Regions from separate parts of the Mus musculus genome. Here region 2 is linked to region 1. The links are chromatin contacts, called in public HiChIP or PLAC-seq maps. All regions are on one chromosome and are shown on one strand. The core of a region is the stretch at or near the end of the contact, and the rest is flanking DNA. Distances in the headings are between cores, read along the strand shown. Region 1 holds the start of 4931415C17Rik (RIKEN cDNA 4931415C17 gene). Region 2 holds the start of Adprhl1 (ADP-ribosylhydrolase like 1).

What was found. HiChIP or PLAC-seq counts read pairs in DNA pulled down with a chosen protein or histone mark.
Region 2: an H3K27ac HiChIP or PLAC-seq map of thymic regulatory T cells shows a contact between it and region 1, with 6 times the contacts expected there. The contact joins the promoter of Adprhl1 here to the promoter of 4931415C17Rik in region 1. A contact is called at or near these places in 8 of 39 promoter capture datasets (the 3T3-L1 cell line, the HPC-7 cell line, HPC-7-derived erythroid cells and 3 more), 2 of 115 datasets of contacts at active chromatin or transcription factors (stem cell-derived neural progenitor cells and thymic regulatory T cells) and 2 of 9 other capture datasets (adipose tissue and embryonic stem cells).

The regions. Positions count from the first base shown.
Region 1 is chr8:12,670,072-12,673,758 of GRCm38.p6, reverse strand. It overlaps 4931415C17Rik (RIKEN cDNA 4931415C17 gene), which reads right to left and starts at 1,332. Exons shown (of 2, transcript NR_166502.1): 1 at 734-1,332. Tubgcp3 (tubulin, gamma complex associated protein 3) reads left to right here and starts at 1,659. Exons shown (of 22, transcript NM_198031.1): 1 at 1,659-1,804. The coding sequence starts at 1,729.
Region 2 is chr8:13,252,686-13,256,320 of GRCm38.p6, reverse strand. It overlaps Adprhl1 (ADP-ribosylhydrolase like 1), which reads left to right and starts at 2,159. Exons shown (of 7, transcript NM_172750.4): 1 at 2,159-2,503. The coding sequence starts at 2,293. It overlaps Dcun1d2 (DCN1, defective in cullin neddylation 1, domain containing 2 (S. cerevisiae)), which reads left to right. Exons shown (of 7, transcript NM_001024504.2): 7 at 1-358.

The DNA.
Region 1 (3,687 bases), core at 83-2,582:
CAGCTAGTGCTCTTAACCACTAACCCATCTTCCTAACCCATTTATGTATGTATGTATGTATGTATGTATGCACATACGTATGTGTGAGTGTGATTATTTTTGAGGCAGGGTTTCTCTGTTTTATAGCTCTGGCTGTCTATGAACTCAATATATAGATCAGACTTTCCTTGGAGACCACTTGCCTCTTCCAAGTGCTAGGATTAAAGGCATTGTGTCATCAAGCCTGTTTTTTTTTTTTTTTTTTTTTTTTTTTTTTTTTTAGCATTTTTTGGTCACTGGCTTAGTTGATTTACAATGTCCTAACTTGACTGACTTCATTTTGTATGGTGGAGGTGAGTGGACCAACTGAGGTAGTTGCTTTTCTCCTGCTCTGTGGGTTCTGGGGAACTCGAGTCACCTGACTTGGTGACATCAGCTCCTGTTGTCAAGACTGTGCTGGAGCAGCTACTTTCTAAGTGTTTTCATCTATCTGCTGACATTTCACTTCAAGTAGCCACACAGAAAAGCAAACCGCTCTGGCTTTTCCTGGCTCATTGGCCACCCTCAAATAACTGTCAATACATCTGCAATTAAATGTGTGAGTGCTCAGTCCAGAAAGCCACCTTAAGACTTCTTGCTGGGATCACTCCTATTACCAAAGGGCAGTGCTAGGACCACTCAACAAAACAGAGGCTACAGGGACTGAGGACTGAGCTCTGACTACATGGATGATGGAAACAGAAAAGTGGATCACCTGAAGGTTAGCTACTGGCCCCGGGGTGGAAGAAACACCAGGAATGACTGATAGTTATTCACTATGGCCTTATTCTAGACCTTCTGATGGAGCATCATCTGTGTGGGTGGTACAAAATAGGCTGGAGCTAAGAATGGGCTGAGAGCTGAGTGTTGAGAGTCTCGGCTTGTTAGAGTCGTAGTCAAATTCCAGGCTGAAGCCGAGAGTCTCCTCTTGCAGTTTCTATCGTTGGCTTCAACTGGCTGAGCTCCAGCAGGTACCATTTGTACAGGGAGTGAGTGTGTCCGCATTCTGTACATCACAGAGCGGGCAGGGAAGGGTGGCTAAGAGATCTGCGAGCAAAAGACGAATAAAGGTATGCTCTCCATTAAGCCACCTCTGAGTGCCACTGCTATCATAGTCCTGAGTCAGCGACTAAGAAGGGAGCTTTCTGCGGACCACCGAGCATCCGGGCAGGAGCGGCGGAGCTGGGCTCCCAGTGACGAGGACTCTCCTCCTCCTGCGTCCCAGACAGCACAGAATTTCTCGTGTCTGCGTCTGATTTTTCCTTTGCGGCAGCGCTCAAGCCTCTCCATCTCAGTATCCCCGTTTCCAGGACTACCTCCTGGTGACGTCAAGGGGCAGAGGTTCCAGACCTCTGAGAACTCACTTACGAGAGCCCTGCGTAGTAGTCCGGCGCCCCTGTCCCTGTGTGGCTCAAGCGCACTCGGACTCCGCATCCAGTGCTGTTCACAAGCAGCGCCCAGACCGCAAGCTGCGGACGCGTACGGGCATCCTAGGAACGCGTTGCTGCGAGCGTCGCCCAGCAACGACTTTTCCAGCGCGGAGAAGCTGCCAAGTGCAGAAGCCGGGAGAGCGCACGCGCGTCTCGCGCGGGAAGCGGTGCATTATGGGAGGCGCGCGCTTTTGCCGCTTCCGCGAATATGGCGGCGCCGTAGTTAGGGCGCGGGATCCTGGGGCGCGGGGAGGCTGCAGTGCGCAGTCCGGGCGCGGTAATGGCGACTCCGGATCAGAAGTCGCCCAACGTTCTGCTGCAGAACCTGTGCTGCCGGATCCTGGGCCGGAGCGAAGGTACGCGTCCCGGGGTTCAGGGCTGTGGAGACTGAGCGCCATGACCCCCGCCGGCCGGGTGCTGTTCTCCCCGGCCCCCGGGAAGGAAAGGGGTGCGGCTCGCGGACTGTCCCTGCCCTGGGGGCCCAGGCCGGAGCTGCTGTAGCGGCCGAGTTTGTTTTTGGGTTCGTCCAGACAGCACGGCAGCCTGCAGCTCTGCTTCTGCGTGCTTCTCACTCTGCTGTCACCTTTGCCTCTGGTGATGATGAGTCCTGGTTAGATGATGCTCGCTTATTCCTGGACGGTTCAGCTAGCGAATAATGCTTCTAAGAAGCCAGACCCCCAAGGCAGTCCTGCCCACTTTACCCGTACTGTCGCCGCCGTAGTTGGGGGTGGGGAAAATGTCAAGGATCTGGTTTCATGAAGCTCATTTTGGAGATGAGTGGGGACGCGTCTTGAGGGAAGGTTTTAGTAATTGACATGACTGGGTTGCCTTAGAATGTTGAGACAAATCGCGCAGGTTTTCAAGGGAAGACTTTAAACAAGAACCGAGTTTTAAAAACTGAGAGAGCCTTTTGATCTTTCATAATTTGTAACAACCTATGTAACAACTTGTCAGCGTAGAGGATGAATTACTGTGTCACTACTAAACCGTTGACTTAACTCCCTTCTTGCTTTATTCCTTGTAGTGTTTCACTGTGCAGTTTGTTCATGTAAGAAATCTTTGAGGCTTCCTCGACCCTATTATGCCATGAGAGATGCTCCTGTCTAATGGAGGGAATGTGACTAGCACGTTGGTGAATACACAGTGTTTGTGGGTGATAAAGGGCTAGGGAGAAGGCGGATAGGAGGAGCTTAGAGTTCCAGTATCTGGGGAGAGTGTGAGTGCAGAGGATAGTTTACTTTTCTGAAGGGAGTGATCCAGTCATAGGCAAAATTAGATAACTAAGGCTTAACACGCCATACCATCATTTTTCTTTTATTGCATTGGGTCCAAAATTTTTACCTTCCAGAAAGAACCTCGTAGTTATAGCTAGATTTTGAAGTTATTCATTATGAACTTCTAAATTTGAATTTTACATTAAGATCCCTTTTGATAGAAGTTTCACAGCCTTCAGGTGATTGAAATGCTACTTTAAAGCAGAATCCTGTATCCTCCCATTTTCCCACCCCCATTTGTGATTATGTCTTGTGAATCGCTGGACTTTCAGAGAGATCCAGGGTAAAGCTCATTAAAGATGATGCTGTCTTCTCTGTGGATGGAGTTGAGGGATGCAGAGTCAGCTGGGTTCTCTGCCCTCACACACTTTGTTGATATTTTGTTGTGCTCTGACAGGTGTGTAGCCATAGCTAATTGTTGTCATCTCTTTTTCCTGATTCTGTTGAGCATGACTTCTTGTTTGGCCATTCAGATCTCTTCCTAAGGTTGTATTTTATTTTGTTTTCTTTGTAACATATGTTCTTGCTGGGTTGCTTACCCTTATAACTTTGAGTGTTCTTTATTTATCTGGGTACAGTGTTCTTTATCTGCTTTCTCCACAAGGTGGAAGGCAAGGATGGATTCCTGAAAGCAGTGCTGCCTTACTCCCCAAATGCTCCCCTGGAAGAAAGAGGAAACAAAACAAAACAAAACAAAACAAAAAACACTTAACATTATCATGATTTGGCTGTCATGTGAAGAACTGTTATCAAATCCAAAGTCATAAAATTTCTTTCATCTTTTTGCCCTAGAGAGGTTCTGTTCTATTGTTATGTGTGATATGAGTTAGTTTTTTGTTAAATGGTACAAGTTGAGACTATTTTTGAGCCTACCAAAGGAACCATCTTCCCTTAACTATACTTGTCTTATTCTTGTCTTGTAGACTGAAAGTGTTGAAGTGGAACCTTTAAGAGTGTTGATAGCA
Region 2 (3,635 bases), core at 910-3,409, 580 kb before region 1:
GAAAGGAGCAGTGATATGATTGAGCAGGTGAAGGCATGTGCTGCCCAGCCTGAGTTCAGTCCCTGCGAGCCACGTGGTGGAGGGGAGAAGTGACTTCTCCAGTTGTCCTCTGACCTCCACACATGTGCCATGAAATGCATGTACTCCCCACACACATGTACTCACACAGTAAAACAAATAGGCAAACAAGCATAAATAAGTTAAGTTCTATGGGATTGTCAATAGGCTGTGACATACCAGTAATTGATAAAGGCTTTTTAAACAATTGTGCTTTCTGTTCTCTTATTTACACTTGAATTGTGCATGTTACAGAAATGCTGAAAACTTCAGACATAGTAAATAAAATATTTTCCCTGGTGTTGTGATGTCCTTTATTCTTGGTTGCACAAATACCTACCTGTGCACATCAAGGTCCTGGGCTTTGTCTTGGAGCAACAGAAAGAGCCTCTGTAGTGACAGCAAGCAAGCCCTTGCCACATTGCATCCTCACCAGGTAAGTAGCATGTTGGAGACAGACAGACAGCTCCATCCCTCCAGGTCGCTTTCTCTGCCCAATATGCTGGAATGTGGGGGCCGTCTATCAGAATATGCTACTACAGCTAAGATTATATCTAGAACATATTTACCCAACACCACAGGTTTAGGAGATGCATGTAATCTGTTCCACTTCCCAGAGGAGACAGCATACTCCTTGTCTAAGTGACGTAGGTGCTGAGTTGTGGTAGTTTAAATGTTCAGTGCAGTTCATACTTGATGCTCTGTGGGCGCAGAAGTCAACTTCCCAGCTTCTTTTGCTGTGCCTAGCATCCTGTAACAGAAGGGGCTCTGTGAATGTCAGGTAGACAGACTAGTGAGGCAGCCTTATCTTGTGTGTGATTTTGACCGAATAGTGTAGAAGTGGTTTCCAAACATCCACAACAAAGCCTCTCCCAAGAGTCCTTGGACCTCACTCCTTGAGCCAGGTCACACTTGTCCATAAGTTGGTACACCGTAAGTGGGAGCTGGCTCCTGCTGGCTTCTGCTGTTTGTCTGTCTGGATGGGAGCTATGTACCTTCTGGATTTGTGGGACTGCTTCAGACTGAGAGTTGGGCCAGCAGGAAGGGCGTCTTGTTACACACTAAAGTTCTTTCCAATTGTATTCTAAGTCCAAGTGATGCACTGCCAATTCTGGGTGACAGATTTACGTCACAAGAGGGCCAGCAATGTCTGAGGCTGCAAGGTTTGTGCTTGAGACAGGGTATAGGGAGGTGGTTGACCTAGGTCATTTCAAACCAAGAAGCCTGGCTTTATAAAGTGCACCTATCCATCCTCATTATTTAATAATTCCATGAGCAGGCAGTGATGTTTACAACAAGTGAAGTTTGTTTGTATAGACACGCATCACTAAAGGTTAGCACTGGAGCCCCTTACTGGACACTAAGTTGTGAGAGAACACTTTTTCACAGGAGCTGGGAGTTCTCGTTCTTGTAAGGTTTTCTCTCATGTCATGGTTTTAATGGAACTGAGGATCAGACCAAGGGCCTTGTATACATTAGGTAACATTGCTCTGTCGGGTCTACTGCAGCCCACAGCCCTCAATTTTATAATAAGGGATGGGTTTTGTTTGTTTTTTGTTGTTGGTTTTTTTTTTGTTTTGTTTTTTTTGTTTTGTTTTTGAGGCAGGGTTCCTCTGTGTAGCCCTGGCTGTCCTGGAACTCACTCTGTAGACCTGGTTGGCCTCAAACTCAGGGATCCACCTGCCCCTGCCTCCTGAATGCTGAATGCTGAAACTAGAGGCGTGTATCACCACTGCCCAGCCAGAAAAGTTTTCTAAAAGCATAAAACTACAATGGGTGGGCCTCAGTTTTATGCTGAGTGAAAGAGGGCAGACAAGAAGGGGCAAAAGGAGTGTGTCTGTCTGAAGGTAGGGCAGAGCAGATGGTCAAGGAACCGGGATGGAGCAGTATGTTCTCATTGTGGTATGTCGCTCTGCCAGCAGGGGGCACAACTCACCAAGGTGCTGACAGAGTAGCACAGCTCACGGGCTCTGAGCTGGGCTGAGCTGGCTGGGTGTACACTGGTGCCAGCAGACTCCTTTGCTGGAGAGCCAGCGTGTCCCAAACAGCTCCCACGTGGTGAGCTCTGAGCCTTTATCTCATTGGTGCCACCTGCCAAGGCAGGGAAGGAACGCCTGGTCATTTGGAGAGTGCTGGATGGTGATACAATGACCAGTATAAATGTCAGCGGGGCTGGCTAAGGGTGGCCAGGAGAGGACAAAGGCAACCGCAGGGTAAGAGGGGTCACCTTCCAAGATGGAGAAGTTCAAGGCTGCAATGCTGTTGGGGAGTGTTGGAGATGCCCTCGGCTATGGAAACATCTGCAGGGAGAACAGCGTTTTAGGCTCAATCCAGGAGGAGCTGCAAAAGACAGGGGGGCTGGACAGCCTTGTGCTCTCACCTGGGAGGTGGCCAGTGAGCGACAACACCATCATGCACATGGCGACTGCTGAAGCCCTGACCACAGGTAGGACTGACTGGCGTATTCGTGGCTCCAAGTGTGCTGGGGTAGAAAGACAGGCCACCTGGGTTGATAGCAAACCAGTACCAAGAACCCTGAAGGTGGTGTCTTAGAGCCCTGTGTTACCTGACACTGTTGCTGAAGGCAGGGATTTAATATTCCCCCAAGACCTGGAGCCTGAGAGGCAGCGGGCAGGTCATGTTTCTCCTGAGTGTCTTTAGGGGACAGCAGCCCTTGGCAGATAATTAAGCTCCTGGTTCTGAACAGTGTTCGCTTGTCTCTGTGTTAGGTGAGCAACCCTCTAGGAGCTGCTCTGCAGGGCGGGGCAGGGGTGGGGGAGACAAAGCACAGACAGACATAGGTGCACTGCAGAGGCTGAGCATCTTATTCTAAGTCTATAAAGAAGAGCTTGAAATGTGGGCCCACTGAGATAACATTGTTTGGGGGTGGCATCTCCGATCCAAATAATTAAGGTTGAGCTGTCTGTCCGAGCGATCCAGTTTGGGCGTAATTTATGAGTAAATTGTCTAAGGAAGAGTTTTGGACATGGAAGAACAAAGCTTGTTTCCTAAGGAGCTAAAATCAACAAAATGTTACCTGGATTTCAGAGACGCGCCCATATACAAGCGCCGTGTGTCTTTTCTCGACACAGTGTGATGGTAATACCCTGCAGGTCTGGCATGCCATCGTTGCAAAACTGAGGCCTGAGGCCAGCAGTTGAGCCAACAGACCCCACATACGCATTCCCTGCTCTGTCCGTCTGTCGTGAGCACGCCCAGCTTAGTTCTGTGGTCACTGTATAGGAATGCCACCAATGCCGTGTCTCTAAATAGAGCAGACACACATTGATAAGATATGGTGTCACAGCTTGTTGAAAATGGTGAAGCATCTTTCTGAGTGTACCTCATGATGAAACGCAGGTATTTATGGATTCTGTGGTCATTGTATAGGAATATCATCAACTTGCCCCTGAATAACGAGGCAGAAGAAAGCACACTGCTGAGGTGCTTTCACCACACTACGGGGATCGAGATGCTTCGAAAGTATTATGAATTCCAAATCTTTATTTCCTCTCATATTTTGGGGGCATACTTATCTGCTTTTATGGTCGATAGTACAGCTCAGAGCACACCACAGC